3 separate regions of the Mus musculus genome follow, and all the other regions are linked to region 1. Evidence: chromatin contacts called from public ChIA-PET and HiCAR-type data. All regions are on one chromosome and are shown on one strand. Each heading gives the region's core, a stretch centred on a gene start, on an enhancer-like site or on the middle of the called end of the contact. The rest is flanking DNA. Distances are from core to core; before and after follow the strand shown.

Region 1 (2,700 bases), core at 79-2,578:
TATGGGTAAGCCAGAGTCAACTTTGGCTGTTGTTCCTTAGTCCATATTCACCTTGCTGTCTGTCACTGGCCTGGAATGGGCTAGTCTAGCAGTTCCTTAAGCCCCAGGCACGATCCTATCTCTGCCTTCCAAGTGCCTGACATTTTTCATATGGGTTCTGGGGATCAAACTCAGGACCACATGTTTGTGTGATGAGTACTTCCTTGACTGAGCTATCTCTTCAGCCGGATAAAACACAGGAAGGAATTGTGCCTGTTGAGGAAGCAGGTGATAAGAGCTCCGTGAGCGAGGTTGTCTCATCGCTGAGGGAAGCATCCTTGTTTCTGACCACCGGGGCACAGAGACACATCTGTGCTGCCGTGAGCAGCTCCCCGGTTGCTTTTGTCCTCTTCCTTCTCAAAAGTCCGTATTTGGCTCCCAACCTCACGTGAATTTAAATGCTCAGGTTTCACGGACTCTTTGGGCCTCTAGTTTCTTTTGATTTGTCAAAGGTCTTACCACGTCCAGCTGCATGCTGCATTCTTGTTAATCTGCCTGTTGGCCTAGGATGAGCTGTGACGTGGAAGGTTTGTAGAGGACAGGCAGGTACTGTCTCCCTCACCCCACGCAGGACTTGCAGTCAACATTCCTGGCTGCTGAGACAAAATGTCTGACAGAAGCAACTCAAGAAAGGCTGGGACTTGTACCTCACAGTTTAAGGGAGCTGGGGAGGGAGAGGACATGCCAGCAGGAGGCTGAGGCAGCTGGTCACCAGCAGTCAGGAACCAGGGATGAAGGCTGGGGTTCTCTTCCTTTCAGCTTCTTGTTCACCCAGGACACAGTCTGTGGATGGTGCAGCTCACATGCACGGTGGATGTTTGCTCCTCTGTCCAACCTCTCTGGGAAACCCTCCGGAGCACACTAGGAGATTTCAAATCCAGTCAAATTGTCAAGATAAACAGTCACACCCTGTACAAGGAGAGAGAGATTAACAAGATAAAAGTCTAAGGACTGTATTTACTGTTTTTGTGATGTAGGAGCCTTCAGACCCAAAGACCCAGGGAGAAGTGGACACTTTGGGATTACATTTGATGAAGAATGGGCAGGTGTGTGGAAATATCGCTGGATGGGTGGTTTACCTCGGGGCAAACACAGTTGACGAGACCTGTCTGCTGAGATTTGCCTTCACTTGAGTTTAAGAAGCCTTTCCTGTGGGAAGTCTCTCCACGGAGATGGCCTCGAAGTGAGGGTGGGGGAGGAGAGACTCAGAATCCTGTTTTGCTCAAGCATAGGAACGCTTTGAGGTTAGTGTTTCATGTACACATTGGTGGAAAGAAAAGGGTTTTTTTCTTCTTTCTACATTGGCATTGCTTTGTAAATGTACGTGCCTTTGGTTTTGAAAGTGCACATCAGAAACAGGGACCTTAACCGCAAAAACATGCACAGGAAACGTCTCTGAAATTGCAGCTTGAAACATCATTACCCTGAAAACGCCGTTTGGGGTGACGGCTTTTAACTTCGCAAGTTTTCTTTGTAACTTAATGATTAATTTCTGCTGTTACCTTATTCTCAACAGCTCTGGCCTAGATCGTTTTGAATTTTGTGGTTAATGAGAATTTTTTTCTTTCACTTGATATATATATGTGTGTGTGTGTGTGTGTGTGTGTGTAGTTGAATTTTAGGCAATGGCTTGAAAAATGACACATATTATCCAGTTTTGGTAAATATAATTCTGGGGGAAACTATATCTGCATGTCCAAAGTTCCTCTGGGTTTCTAGGACACACTATATTGCTTTACATGTTTGTCTAGTTTAAATCTCCTTTCCCCTTCTCCTTCCTCCCTCCTCCCTCCTCCCCCTCGCTCCTCTCTCCCCCTTTCTCCCCCTCTTCTTTATCGTCCTCTTTCCCATCCCTTCTTATTGACAGAGGTTATGCTCTGTTACCCAGCCTGGTCTCAAATTTTTGAGTTCAAGGCTGTGAGAGTGCAAGCAAGTCTGTGTCCTGAGGGAAGCCAGGGCGGTGGCTAACAAAACAACAGCAGCAACAACAACAGCAACAACAACAACAGCAGCAGCAACAACAACACCACAAAACTGCTTAAAAAACAGCAACTCAAGCTAGGCAGAGTGAAACATGGCTATAGACCTAGTGCTGAGGAGGCAGAGGCAGGAGGATCATAAGAGTTTGAGGCAGCCTGGATGACGTGGTGGTAAGTCCAGCTCAGGCCAGCCTGAGCTAGAGTGAGACTGTTTTAAAACAAACAAACAATCAAAAAACCCCCAAAAGTAAGAAACACAAGCAAACCCCAGACAACAATGTACTCCAAGTGCATGTTGGATTGCATGTGTTGACAACATATTTTCCTTCCTGCAGGGACATGCACTACAGATACCCTGCTCAGATCTCTTGGTCAGTAGAAAACTGTACTTCCTAAGAAAGGACATTAAGCCATCTCCATGAGACAAAGGAAGGTTCCCTGCGGTCTGTGATTCCTTCAGCCCATCAGGAATCCTTTGGGGTGGGAGGTGTGTAACCACAGGCGGAGGGCCGCCTTCTAAGGAGGAAAAGCTATGGGTGTTTCTGCTGACCTAAGGCAGCTGGTACCCGGCCTTGGCTAAGTGGTCTCAAGGAATGGGGCTTGCTTCCTTATTAAATTAAGAGCTCAGTTGTCAGGGCTCTGCACAGAGCATGGGGGAGGGGGTCCCCAGGCTTCTCCCTCT
Region 2 (2,769 bases), core at 112-2,611, 170 kb before region 1:
TGTGTATTACAAAACCTCTATCTATCTATTGATGTATACATCTTATATCTTGGCTTTTATTGTCTGCTGTGATATAATAAGCATATAGGTGTAGGAATCTCCTCACCATACTAATTGGATGGATTCTCAGTGGTAGGATTGCTAGATCATAATTTTTTCTTCTTTTTTGTTTTAGTATATTTTTGTTTGTTGGTTGGTTGTTTTGGTTTTTAGTCCAACTGTCATGTAACCCTGACTGGCCTCAAACTTACTATAAACTGAAGGATGGCCTTAAACTCCTGACCCTACACATCACACTGGAGTTACATGTCCACACATGTCTTCAGGTGGCAGTTCTGTTTCTTGATTTTGAAGAACCTACCATTTTTCTTAGTGGTCACGCGTTTCCAGCTTCTCTGCTGTCATGACCTAAGCATCGCTTTCCTAAATCAGATGCATTTCTTGTGGTTTATGCTCTCATGGTTTTCTGAGTCAGTTTTGTTCCATTTAAAAAAAAAAAAAGTCATTACATACTTATGTTTCTTCAGTGATAAGTATTTGGAGAAAACATTACAATTGTCTAAAACAGTAGCTGTAATTTACTGAACTTAGTTTACATTTCTAAGGATAGTGCTAAACAACCCCTTCATGAAGACTTCATTGAACTTTTCCTAGGTGTCAGTTTCGCAGTGGCTTCCTTTTTGAAGGGAAGAAGCCCCACAGGCTGTCAGTGTGGTCCACCCCACCCTACCCCATGCCACCCGTGTCTGCTGTTGTATCTGATCTAGCCGTGTGACTTAGGTCTCTGCTATTTCACTCCAAATGAAGGCGCTTATCTTTTCACTCTTGCTGGAGCTCCGTGCCAGAGTGTCTATGGAATCTATATTTCTTAACTTACAGACATGTGATATGTATGTTCTCCACATGTTATAGAACTTAACAGTACCGTAGCCCTTGGGGTCTCAGTAGTACCATGGTGTGCTGATGCAGGAGGCAGACCACATCTGTTAGTTCATGATGAGTGCAGTGATCTTGACAAGTTTATGTGGGTTCAGACACTCACCTTGATTTTATAAAAGCCTAGATAGGATTGGCTCAGAAATACAGCCTCTCATCAGAAAAAGCTCTAGCAACTGAGTAGTGAACTCGGCAGCCCAGAAACAGTTGACCAGCAGTAAAAGCAGTATAAGCAGGCAGTTGTCCTTTGGTTGTCAGACAGGCCTCTGACATTGCTGAAGGTACTCTATCTACCAAAAAGCTTACAGTGTAAAGCTGCTGAACCTTGCCCAGAGATGCAGTTAGCAAGTGAAGATGCCCACTGACCCTGGGCTTGGTAGGACATGCCTTGAATCCCAGGCAGAAGCAAACAATGTCGGTGAGTTCCAGCCTAGCCAAGCCTACATAGTGAGATCATTTGTTTTTTAAAGGAAAGAACAAAAGCTGTGCACTGAGCATGAACAGCTTGGCCCTGAGAGCTCCTAAACTGTGCGATCTGGGTCTGATGTCTCAGACCTGTAATGTCAGCAGCCACAACACCTGAGAGGCAGAGACAAAGGATCACTTGAAGTGTGAGGCCAACCTGGGCAACATGGTGACATCACTCCGAGGCACACAGGTCCTCTTGCGTCTCATTGGGGTCAGCTCTTTGGTGGCATCAGACTATAATTTCCTGTTGCAGCAGCTTCCACCGCCAGGCTCATGAGTGTCTCATGATGAGCTGACCTTCATGACTGAGAGCCACATTGTTATTTCAGTTGCTGGCTGCTTTAAGTGGGCTGTGGTTTAACCATTAATGGTAAGAGACAGCGTTTACTGGGTTTGCAGACAGAGGCACGGTGCATTTGTCTTGGTGGTTTTGCCTAGCAGTGTTCTCCTGCATTCTAGTAGTAGCCTGCATGGTAATGCGGTGATTCCGAGGCTCTGCCTGCGGCAGCTTGTGCTCTGCCTGTTCCTTTGTTGCCTGCCCTCAGGAAAGTTACTCGCCTGGGCTAGACACCTGTCCCATTTACTGACTGTGCTCTCTCCTCTGCTTTCAGAGTGGACAAGATTACAACTGACAGTGCATCAACCAAAGAAACCAATAACATTCCCAACCACAGAGTTCTCATTAGACCCGAGGTCCAAAACCATCAGAAGAATAAGGAAATCAGCAAAATTGAAGAAAAAAGGGCCTTAGAAGCTGAAAGATACGGATTTCAGAAGGACGGGCAAGATAGACCATTAACAAAAATTAACAGTGTGAAGTTGAACTCCCTGCTATCAGAATATGAAAGCGGGCCAGACTGCCCACCTCAGAATGTACACTACAGACCCATCAATGTGAATAGTTCTGACGGCAAAGCGGTGAATGTCAGCTTGGCAGATGTCCGGGGTGGGAGTCACCCAAATGCAGGGCCCCTAGCCACAGAGGCCGACCGAGTCATTCAGAGAACGAATTCAATGCAACAGCTAGAGCAGTGGATTAAAGTCCAGAAAGGACGGGGTCTTGAAGAAGAGCCCAGAGGGTAAGTACGTAGCGTCATCAGCCTGCTTCCTCTGACGTGCTGGGCAGGTTGGCTTCACTTGCAGTGCTGGGTTAAAGTGTGCTTAGGTTTCATACTTTGATTACTGTATCTTGCTCATGGTGATCAGATGTGATTTCTGTCTCTTGTTTCTGTGGATAGCCTACCTTTGGTGAAGAGCCATCCTTTCTGGCCCAGAACAAATGATAGGCAGAAGCTGGGGGAAGAGTTGAGTTTTAGGAAGAGATGAGGCCTTCACCCTTCTGCCTTTACCTCTCCTCCTAGAATT
Region 3 (2,700 bases), core at 23-2,522, 200 kb before region 1:
TGGTTTCTTCCTAAGCAGGTGTTTATGGACTGACTGGATTCTTACATCTCTTCCAAGTACTTATTCCAGACGTCTGCTGCTTTGTGAGGTTTTATCTCTAAAAGAACAGCAACCTGAAACAATGGAAACTCACCCCCACACCCATTCTTGATTTTTTTTTTTTTAAACACAGTTTCCACCTCCTGGGAGTTGAGCTCACAGGCATGGACCACAAGGTCAAGCGCATTCTACTATTTCCACATCAGAAAGATTTGTATTAAATGACTAAGGGGGTGAAATCCTTAACTAACCAATGAGACACCTTACACTTACTGTCTTACCGTAGTGTTAGGTACTGGGAGGAAATACTAGAAACAGGGCTCCTTTCCCATTACAAGAGCTTCTATATTGAATATTAATTATGAATAAATTGGCCCCAGATGATGGATGGGATCGGGTTTCAGATTGAGGTATTTGGAAATAAATCTCTTGCAGAGTGAATGTTGCGAATCCAGATAGATCAAGTAAGTCAAGGGCAGGGGTAGCATTTTCAAGATTACAATCCACTGAGAAGTGAAATCGTAAGTATGTAAGGACTCAAAACTGACAGTGTGGCCGCTGGGCTGTCGGGTGTCTCACAGGCGTGCCTTGTGCTTGAGTGAAACACGGGTGCTGGTGTAAGTTCTTATGAGACCCCTGCTGAACTCTAGTTTTTGGTTGTAGATCGTATCCTGTTTGTCGTCTGTCTGTCCATTTGATACATATTGTGTTTTGGCTGGACGTGTGTAGTATCTTTTTACCGTTTATGTGCCTGGTACCCACAGTGACCAGAAGCGGTTCGGTCCTCTGACTCTGTGGTTACAGATGGTTGTGCCATGTGAGTGGTGGGACTCAAACCCTGCTCCTCTGCTAGGGCAGCATGTGAGCCTAACCACTGCCAAGTGGAACCTTTCGCTGTGGTTTTTAGAAATGCTTTGTTTTCGTTTGTATATGTACACCCACTTTGGAGAGTTGGTTCTCTCCTCCCATCGGCCTCAGGGACTGCATTCATGTCATGAGGCCAAAATGGCAATGACTTTTACCACCTGAGCCCTCACTGGCCTTCTCTTCTGTCTTCATGAGGCGCGGCTCCTGCGGTAGACTTTAGAGATACGTGAAAAGAAAATTGGGATTAGTTGAGGTTTAGGACTCCCCACGGATTTGAAGTTGATTGGCTTCAGCAGTGTAGTGGGCTGTCTGTCTCCACAGCTTTTCTTGGCTTTCTCCTGACCATGTGATCAGTGCAGGCCTGAGACCTGCTGGGCAGAATTGTACAAGGCACATGAGAATTGCCTTATTGTTAGTCATCTTTCTGTAAGTAAATAGTTTGTCTGCTAGTGGGTAGTGTGTGTGTGTGTGTGTGTGTGTGTGTGTGTGTGTGTGAGAAGTTTAGACTTTTTGCTGACGTGTGTGCTCCGAGCATAGCTACCCCTAATGGATTTCATCTTGAAATAGTCGGATGGCCTTCGTTTTGTTAAGCAGTTTCCACATATCCCCCAGGCCATTAGCCATTTCCTCCTCTGGGCTCTCAAACCAGGTTATGTTTTAATGATTTGTTTACAGCCCGCTTTCTCCTATTAAGCTGTCAGTTGGGCCTGTGGTGACCTTGAAAGAGGGACTTTATCTTACTCTCCCCTTTGTTCCCGTGGCTGACCACACTGTAAACAGTGAGTAAGCCGTCTTCGTCTTCGTTGTTGCGAGGGCAAGAGACTTCACAAGCGCCATAATGTCATAAACCAAGTGCTAGGCTGCCTTGTCCCTTCTTCCTCTCCCCAGGTGGAGACTCTTGGAGCAGATCTCTTGTTTCATTTCATTGTTTCTTGGAGCAGTGCGTTGTGGAGCCCCTGGACCACTGTGTGATGCTGCAAACGCTGAGCTAGGTTTTTGTCTGATTTTGAAAGTCCTGCTTTACTACGGGATCACATGTAACCCAGGTGCATGAGAGGAATGGCAACGTTGCTTTTTAGTACATTATTTTGTTCATCTGCGTAGCTGATGTTTTTGTTGTTGTTGTTTGTTTCCAGGTTTATAGTTGTTTGATTGTTTCCTTAAAACAGGATAGGATGTCATGGTTTTTGTTTTTTGTTTTTTTTTAACACTGTAGCTGTCCTCAGACACTCCAGAAGAGGGCATCAGATTTCATTATGGATGGTTGTGAGCCACCATGTGGTTGCTGGGATTTGAACTCCTGACCTGTGGAAGAGCAGTTAGCGCTCTTAACCAGGCCGTCTCACCAGCCCGGATGTCATGGTTTTAATGTTCATATACTTGAGCCCAGGTCACTAAGTGTTGTTATTATTTTGGAAAGCCCTGGAAGCTTTACAAGGTTGGCCCTCGAAGGCTCCTTGGCCCCTGGTCCCTGTGTGTTGTTTCCTCCGCTTCCTGCTCTTCTATGGTGTGCTCGCTCAGCCTCTAACACTCCGTGGTCCTTCCTCCATGAGGCGAGCTGCTTGGGCATGGTGTCCCTGACATGATGCAATGCAGATAACTGAGAATAAAGCAGTCCTCCTGTAAGTTAGTTCTGTCAGATAGTATGTCTAAGCCATGCAAAAATAACTAATAGAAAAAATTGGTACCAGGGGAGTAAGGTCACTGTAACTAAACCTAACAACATGATTATTAGGTTTTGAAAACTGATGTATAAGAAGAATGTGAAAGAGTTTGAAGGCAGACTAGAGCACC

The links. ChIA-PET counts read pairs in DNA pulled down with a chosen protein or histone mark. HiCAR-type assays count read pairs that join an accessible place to other places.
Region 2: a contact with region 1 is called in a HiCAR-type map of Th17 cells, with 2.7 times the contacts expected there. The contact joins two enhancer-like sites. A contact is called at or near these places in 1 of 15 datasets of contacts at CTCF or cohesin (CD8 T cells), 1 of 484 Hi-C or Micro-C datasets (CD4 T cells), 6 of 115 datasets of contacts at active chromatin or transcription factors (CD8 T cells, T-cell acute lymphoblastic leukemia, Th17 cells and 3 more) and 3 of 9 other capture datasets (adipose tissue, liver and pancreatic islet).
Region 3: a contact with region 1 is called in an RNA polymerase II ChIA-PET map of memory CD8 T cells, with 5 read pairs. The contact joins two enhancer-like sites. A contact is called at or near these places in 3 of 484 Hi-C or Micro-C datasets (CD4 T cells and embryonic stem cells) and 5 of 115 datasets of contacts at active chromatin or transcription factors (effector CD8 T cells, embryonic stem cells, memory CD8 T cells and 1 more).

Annotation. Positions count from the first base shown.
Region 1 is chr6:140,706,918-140,709,617 of GRCm38.p6, forward strand. All of the region lies in intron 4 of Gm30215 (a long non-coding RNA gene), which reads left to right. Among named protein-coding and RNA genes, the nearest start is that of Gm30215, 28 kb to the left of the region's middle. Within about 2 kb of position 1,329, at least 51 of the 459 cell types and tissues checked have an H3K27ac peak or open chromatin away from gene starts, as enhancers often do. A contact at or near this core is called in CD8 T cells, Th17 cells and memory CD8 T cells, where this site is marked.
Region 2 is chr6:140,541,705-140,544,473 of GRCm38.p6, forward strand. Plekha5 (pleckstrin homology domain containing, family A member 5) reads left to right here. Exons shown (of 31, transcript NM_144920.3): 11 at 2,016-2,483. Among named protein-coding and RNA genes, the nearest start is that of Aebp2, 80 kb to the right of the region's middle. Within about 2 kb of position 1,362, at least 42 of the 459 cell types and tissues checked have an H3K27ac peak or open chromatin away from gene starts, as enhancers often do. A contact at or near this core is called in CD8 T cells and Th17 cells, where this site is marked.
Region 3 is chr6:140,507,704-140,510,403 of GRCm38.p6, forward strand. The region is part of intron 3 of Plekha5 (pleckstrin homology domain containing, family A member 5); the gene reads left to right. Among named protein-coding and RNA genes, the nearest start is that of Plekha5, 85 kb to the left of the region's middle. Within about 2 kb of position 1,273, at least 67 of the 459 cell types and tissues checked have an H3K27ac peak or open chromatin away from gene starts, as enhancers often do. A contact at or near this core is called in memory CD8 T cells, where this site is marked.